Regions from separate parts of the Anas platyrhynchos genome. Here region 2 is linked to region 1. The links are chromatin contacts, called in public Hi-C maps. All regions are on one chromosome and are shown on one strand. Each heading gives the region's core, a stretch centred on a gene start, on an enhancer-like site or on the middle of the called end of the contact. The rest is flanking DNA. Distances are from core to core; before and after follow the strand shown.

Region 1 (2,762 bases), core at 38-2,537:
AGGAAGCAGTGCAGTCATAGACAAACGGAGAAAAAGAATTAACTAACCTTTGACAATGGTTTTTCCTGAGTACAGCTTATGCCTCCAATCAAGACCATGTTAGGCATGACAGGCCTGGGATACTCAAACACAAAGTCATATTTCATGAGCCAAATAGATGCATGGCTTAAAATTTCTAGCAGTGTTGCCTCTTTCTGAAGGAATTCTTTGATCAAAATATCGTACGGTGAATAAAAAAGACTACAGGTTAGGGAATTGCTCAAGCTAACGATGACATTGACCACACGCTGGAGGAAGCCCATGCGATCAGTGTAGCGTGTGAAGAACCTAGGAATGTAAGAAGGAGGATTTGGGCAGAGGGTAGCATGGAAGTCCAGGCTGCACGGCAGTCCCCGCACGAGGTACACGGAAGGTATGGAGAGATGTTCAGCCAGAATCTGTCCACAGGGGAAAAAAGGATCCATAAGAACAGCATCAAATGTGCTTTCTTCAAGGTATTTGATCAGCTCTTTATCAGAAAGAAGCATTTTGCAGGAATCAAAAAACATTTTTGTGATATTTGCCACTTTGGAGAATTTTTCCAAGAAGGGTTGAGGTGTGAAACTCCTATAGCCTAGCTTTTTAAATTCTGCCTCCACGTACTCCCTGGTGTAAGGCACGGAGTATGTTTTCATGGTATAGTGCACTGATGAATCTATCCGCAGGTTTATCTCTGGCGCAACAATCACTATTTCATGTCCTCTCTGCCTGAGCCGCTCCACAATCGGGCGCATGCTGAGCCAGTGACTGCCATCGATGGGTACAACCAAAAGCTTTCCACCTTCACAAAAATTCCACAGGAGCAGGAAAAACACAGCCCAGGAGGTAAGAAAATTAAATCCCAGATTCACAAAGGCCATTTTCCTTGCACTGTGGAAAGCCAGCAAGGTTTTAAGTGGATGCAGAACTATGGCGAGGGACAAATAATGGCTTGTGGGGTACTTTGCTCTTCAAATTTTATGAAGGTAAATGTTTAATTCCCAGTGGGCTGAACGCTAGCAGAAATTAGGGTAATCTTTAACTTTGGGTAAAGGTTGCATTTATTATCTGTGCACACAGTGAAGGTTTTAGGCAAACGGGTACCGCAGGGTAAAGTTGAATGTTTGAATGAACATTAGAGCATTCAGATGGTTGAGGGAGAGACGCCCAGCAACAGGCGATGCATTGCACTGAAAAGCTGAACGACGGAGTCATGAATGGGAGGCAGCACTAGCCAGGCAGTCACTGTCACTACCCAGGGGCTGATATCCAGTGAATTATCAACTCCCAGCCTTGAGTCCGTTCAGATGTCTGACCTTTGGAATATTTTGTGCCATCGAGGCAGCCTAAACAAGAAGTAATGATTGATAGAGATGTGATAGCCAGGGGGCTGATAAGGTTTACCTTCAGATTTGTTTGTATATAGTAGCAGTTATCAAAGTGAAAGCCCTGGGTCTACAGTAGTAAATGTAATTGCCAGGTTTGCATCACTTCTGCAGTTGCAACACCGCTGTGGTCTGAAACACAAAATAAATGACTGATGTCTGCACTATTTATGCAGCCCACTAGGGAGATTTAGACAAGTCAGGGAGAGAGGGTAGATAGTTACAAACCTGAAGGCTTCTTTTTCAAATCATCCTCTTATACACTGTCTTACTCTGCTTCTTACAAACTCAGAGTCAGGAGAGCTCCCTTTCCTGTGTTTGGTTGCCTGCCCTGCTAGGTTTTGGGGTGTTCAGCCACATTATCAATCTCTATGGCACACCATATGTGCCTGGGTTTACCACAGAATTAGTTCTGCCTTTCCACTCTTTGTCCTATCAAGTCTCCTGCAGTTAATCAATATTCCTCTTCCATTACGGATATTAAATCTTCTGACATAGAATTATGTTGTCATTTATCTAGACACTCAAGGCATGCATGCTGTGTTTAATTTTATGGCAATATGCTTAGGCCAAGCTAAGCCATACCCATGCTGCTATGTACCTTATACAACTCCCCCTAAGCTTTCCCTGACAGAAACCCTTTGTGTGCTTGCCATGCAACAAAGCTAGGTTCTGGTGGCCATCTATCAGAGCCTGAGATTCCTGCTTCTGAATCATGCCATCCTGGTAGTCAATCATGTATCGCCTCAAGCATAAATGTAGAACGAATATAGAAAGCACCAAAAAAAAGCAAATCTTAAATTATTGCTAATAAATGCTGCAATACTCTCAACTTAAACAATGACAAACCTCTGGTAATGGTTTATTCTGCTCGCAGTTGATGCTTCCAATATAGACCATATTTTTGGATTATTGGCCATGGATACTCAAACACAGTCATAGCTTTTGAGTTTCTTCACAGAGAAATAATAGTACTGGAACTCTTTAGCAAAGTATCCATTTGGGTTATAAGTTCTCTTGTTTTAAATAAAACAGCAAACTAAATGATCTGAAAACCTAACCAGGAGGTTTTTTCACACATTCTGTAAATGTGATGTGATCTGAACTGGATGTGAAAGTCCTTGGCACATAAGAAAAAGACATTGACTACCATCCTGAGGGAAGACCAAGCTGCCAAGCTCCAGAAAGAAAGAGAACAAGCCTAGCATATATCTGGTACCTTTACATAACTGCTGTGGGGCTGCTGGCAGGAAGAGAATTCCTTCCTACTTATCCCAATCAGTATATGAAAGCAAAAAATAGTTGTACCTCATTTATACCTTGATCTTTAATCTTTTTGTCTACAAAAGGATTGCTAAA
Region 2 (2,811 bases), core at 211-2,710, 170 kb before region 1:
TTGTTTTTTTTTCCCTAAGGAAATGAGATATAGAATTAAGCTGTCTATTTCCTTATGTTTTATACCTCAATAGCTTTCAAACCCATTATCAAATTGAGTCAAAATTTACTAGAAAAGTTGTTCTGTCTAACATGAATGTCCTTCCAGTCTTGTGAATATAGGCTTCTGTGTAGAAGAGAAAAACATTATCAGGTACCTCCGTAGAGGAGAACTGTGCTGTGGGCTCACCATTGGCATGTACTTTCCTGCACAGAAAGTAATGTTTTTGGGATATAGGAGGAATGACTGGGAGATGGGGTTCTGACACAAAGGATTACTAAATCTGAGACATTCTTCAGACCTGGCAGTGCTGGAGGGGTTTTCCCTGTGGACTTTCTTGAAATGCATGCTGGAGTGCAAGATCTAGGAGTGTTAGTGTGTGGTGTACCAGGTCAGGGACTGAGGCTGCAGCAAGTTCAGTTCCTACCAAGATATTGTATGTTGTTTGAAACAAATGGCCCCAATGGAAGTAAGTAGCAAATGCATGATTGTTCTTTGGAGGGTGAAAAAGAAATCCAACACAGTGGCTATTCCTGAGGATTTCAGCCACAAGGATGCAGAAGACAATTGCTCTCTGCATTATTCTTAGTGATATTATTTTTGGTATTCCATTGCAAAGATTCTTTAAGTTTTTGTGAATTCTGCTGGATGTTGAATTATCTAAGTCCTGTCTGCTCCAAATCAATATAAACTAGAAGCGAAATAACTGACTGCATCAAATCCATCCCTGCTTTTCTATCCACTCATGAAGATTACATGTCTCACCACTTACACTGGTCTTTCATCCCAAGGTTTTTAGAAGAGCAATCTTCCTTGAATCGTGATATTTCTGATTGCCTAGTACTTTTTTTTTTTTTTTTTTTTGAGGAACAGTAACCTCACTTTGACTTTTGTTTTCTCACAGCTATTTTCTCTTGACTATGTTAAGTCTCAGGTTTTCCCCTTTGAACACATAAGATGATTTTTCATTCATTTAGCATTTGCTTTGTCAGTGCATTAAAAGCTTAATGTGATTGCTTGCATTGAAGAAAAGGCTGACTTTCATTTTAACTGTCTTTCCATATTTCTCAGCCCAGACAAAAGTCTAAGTCAGCATGGCTCTGCAGGGAACCCAGCTTTAGAGACACTTTTGGTAAATCCTGAGAGTTTTTAGATAGGACTTACAGTCCTGGGGAGGCTTTGCAAATGTCAGGATGAATCATGCAGACGGCTCCCCCGGTAGGAATTTATTTCGCATTTTGCGGAGGAGGAGGCTAATGACCCTCCCGTCAGACACCCTAGTCTAGTCATTCAAGAGCAGACAGCAGCTAGTGCTCTCCCTGTGCGCTGGCAGGGTACGTGCTGGAGATAACAGCCCTCCAGCCATCCATGACTTGTAAAGATAATGCCATTTCAGAGCTCACACATCCCCTTCCCAAACAGGTTATGAGCACTGATTTCTTTTATACATTCTAATCATGCAAATTCCTCCCAGAAGGTTTCAGTGATACCAACTAGGTCAAATTTATGCTCTGTAAGTGAGCAATTCCCATTTCTCTTGTTTATTACCCAGGCTCCTTACATTGGCGGAGAGGCAATTACAGAATTTTGTCTCCTCCCTTGGCATCTTAATTAATGGCATCTTGGTTTCTATGTGCTAAATGAACAGTCATTTGTTGTCTTCCCCCTTCTTCCTCCTCTCACCTGCTCCTTTTATTCCCTGCTTCTCCCTATTTAAAATCTTCCTTCCTCATGCAGCATGGCAGTCTGCTAGAGGAATGGAGATGCAGCCATTTTGTCCAGACTCACTTTTTGGGGTCCACAAACCCAGCCTGTCTTCCACAACCCCATACCTACATGCCTTAGTGCAGGAGCAGCCACCAGCAGGCTGCCTGAGCCTTCCTCCTGATTTTTGCTTTACAAATTACTCTGCAGGGTGCTGTCACATGGGATGTGGTACCCTGTGCTGATTTTAGGGGTCCAAACTGCTTTGATGAGAACTCCAACCACATTTTGGCATGCACTCGACCAATATGAAAAGTATTTTTGCTGCTGTTTGCAATTTATTTGTTTTTTAATTTTGGTGTTTTGTAACTTAGTGATTGAGATTTTTGTACATCAGCTGGCTTCTGACCCACATGAACAACTGCTCCTAAAAGCTTCCTCTAGAGAAATCCTCTTTTTAAATGCACACAGGTAGGTGAAGCAACCTTGATATTAATGCACCACTGAATTATGATCAGAAGATAGGGCAAGCCTAGAAATAGGATCTCTTGCTTCAGCCAGTGAACACCAAACCCAGTTGGAGGCCGTCTTGCTTTGAATGCTGCGCATAAGATGAGCAACCCACTGACTGACACCTGAAGAACGTTATCAGCACCCCACTGTGCCTGTGGCTCAGTGACGGACAGGGAGATACAGATAGCTTGGTCTTGCAGCTGGTTCCCATTTCGGGATGAAATCACAAGGTATGACTAGTGCTGTTCCAGGGAAGGACAGATTTGTGAGAGGAGGAGGTGAAAGGAGCCGTGAATCCAAGGTGAAACAGCTCAAAATAGCTGCTTTTGATGGCTCTGGCAATGGATTTGTCTGGACGCTGCCTGGAAGAGAAGAGAAATGAAGAAAGGCTGAGAGAGATGGTGTTTAGACAAGAAAATAGAAGGTCCTGGGGGGGTCCTTAGGGAGGCCTTTCAATACTTAAGGAGGGCTTATAGGAAAGATGGGAGAGACTTTTTGCAAAGGTACGTAGTGATACGACAGGGATAATGGTTTTAAACTAAAAATGGGTAGATT

What was found. Hi-C and Micro-C count contacts between places; a contact is called where the count stands out from the background.
Region 2: a contact with region 1 is called in a Hi-C map of skeletal muscle, with 6 times the contacts expected there. The contact joins two enhancer-like sites. A contact is called at or near these places in 2 of 8 Hi-C or Micro-C datasets (skeletal muscle and subcutaneous adipose tissue).

What each region holds. Positions count from the first base shown.
Region 1 is chr7:29,794,401-29,797,162 of IASCAAS_PekinDuck_T2T, reverse strand. The region is part of intron 1 of LOC101802378 (UDP-glucuronosyltransferase 1A1); the gene reads right to left. All of the region lies in intron 1 of LOC119717543 (a long non-coding RNA gene), which reads left to right. Among named protein-coding and RNA genes, the nearest start is that of USP40, 32 kb to the right of the region's middle. Within about 2 kb of position 1,287, at least 2 of the 8 cell types and tissues checked have an H3K27ac peak or open chromatin away from gene starts, as enhancers often do.
Region 2 is chr7:29,964,505-29,967,315 of IASCAAS_PekinDuck_T2T, reverse strand. No RefSeq gene overlaps it. Among named protein-coding and RNA genes, the nearest start is that of SPP2, 48 kb to the left of the region's middle. Within about 2 kb of position 1,460, at least 1 of the 8 cell types and tissues checked has an H3K27ac peak or open chromatin away from gene starts, as enhancers often do.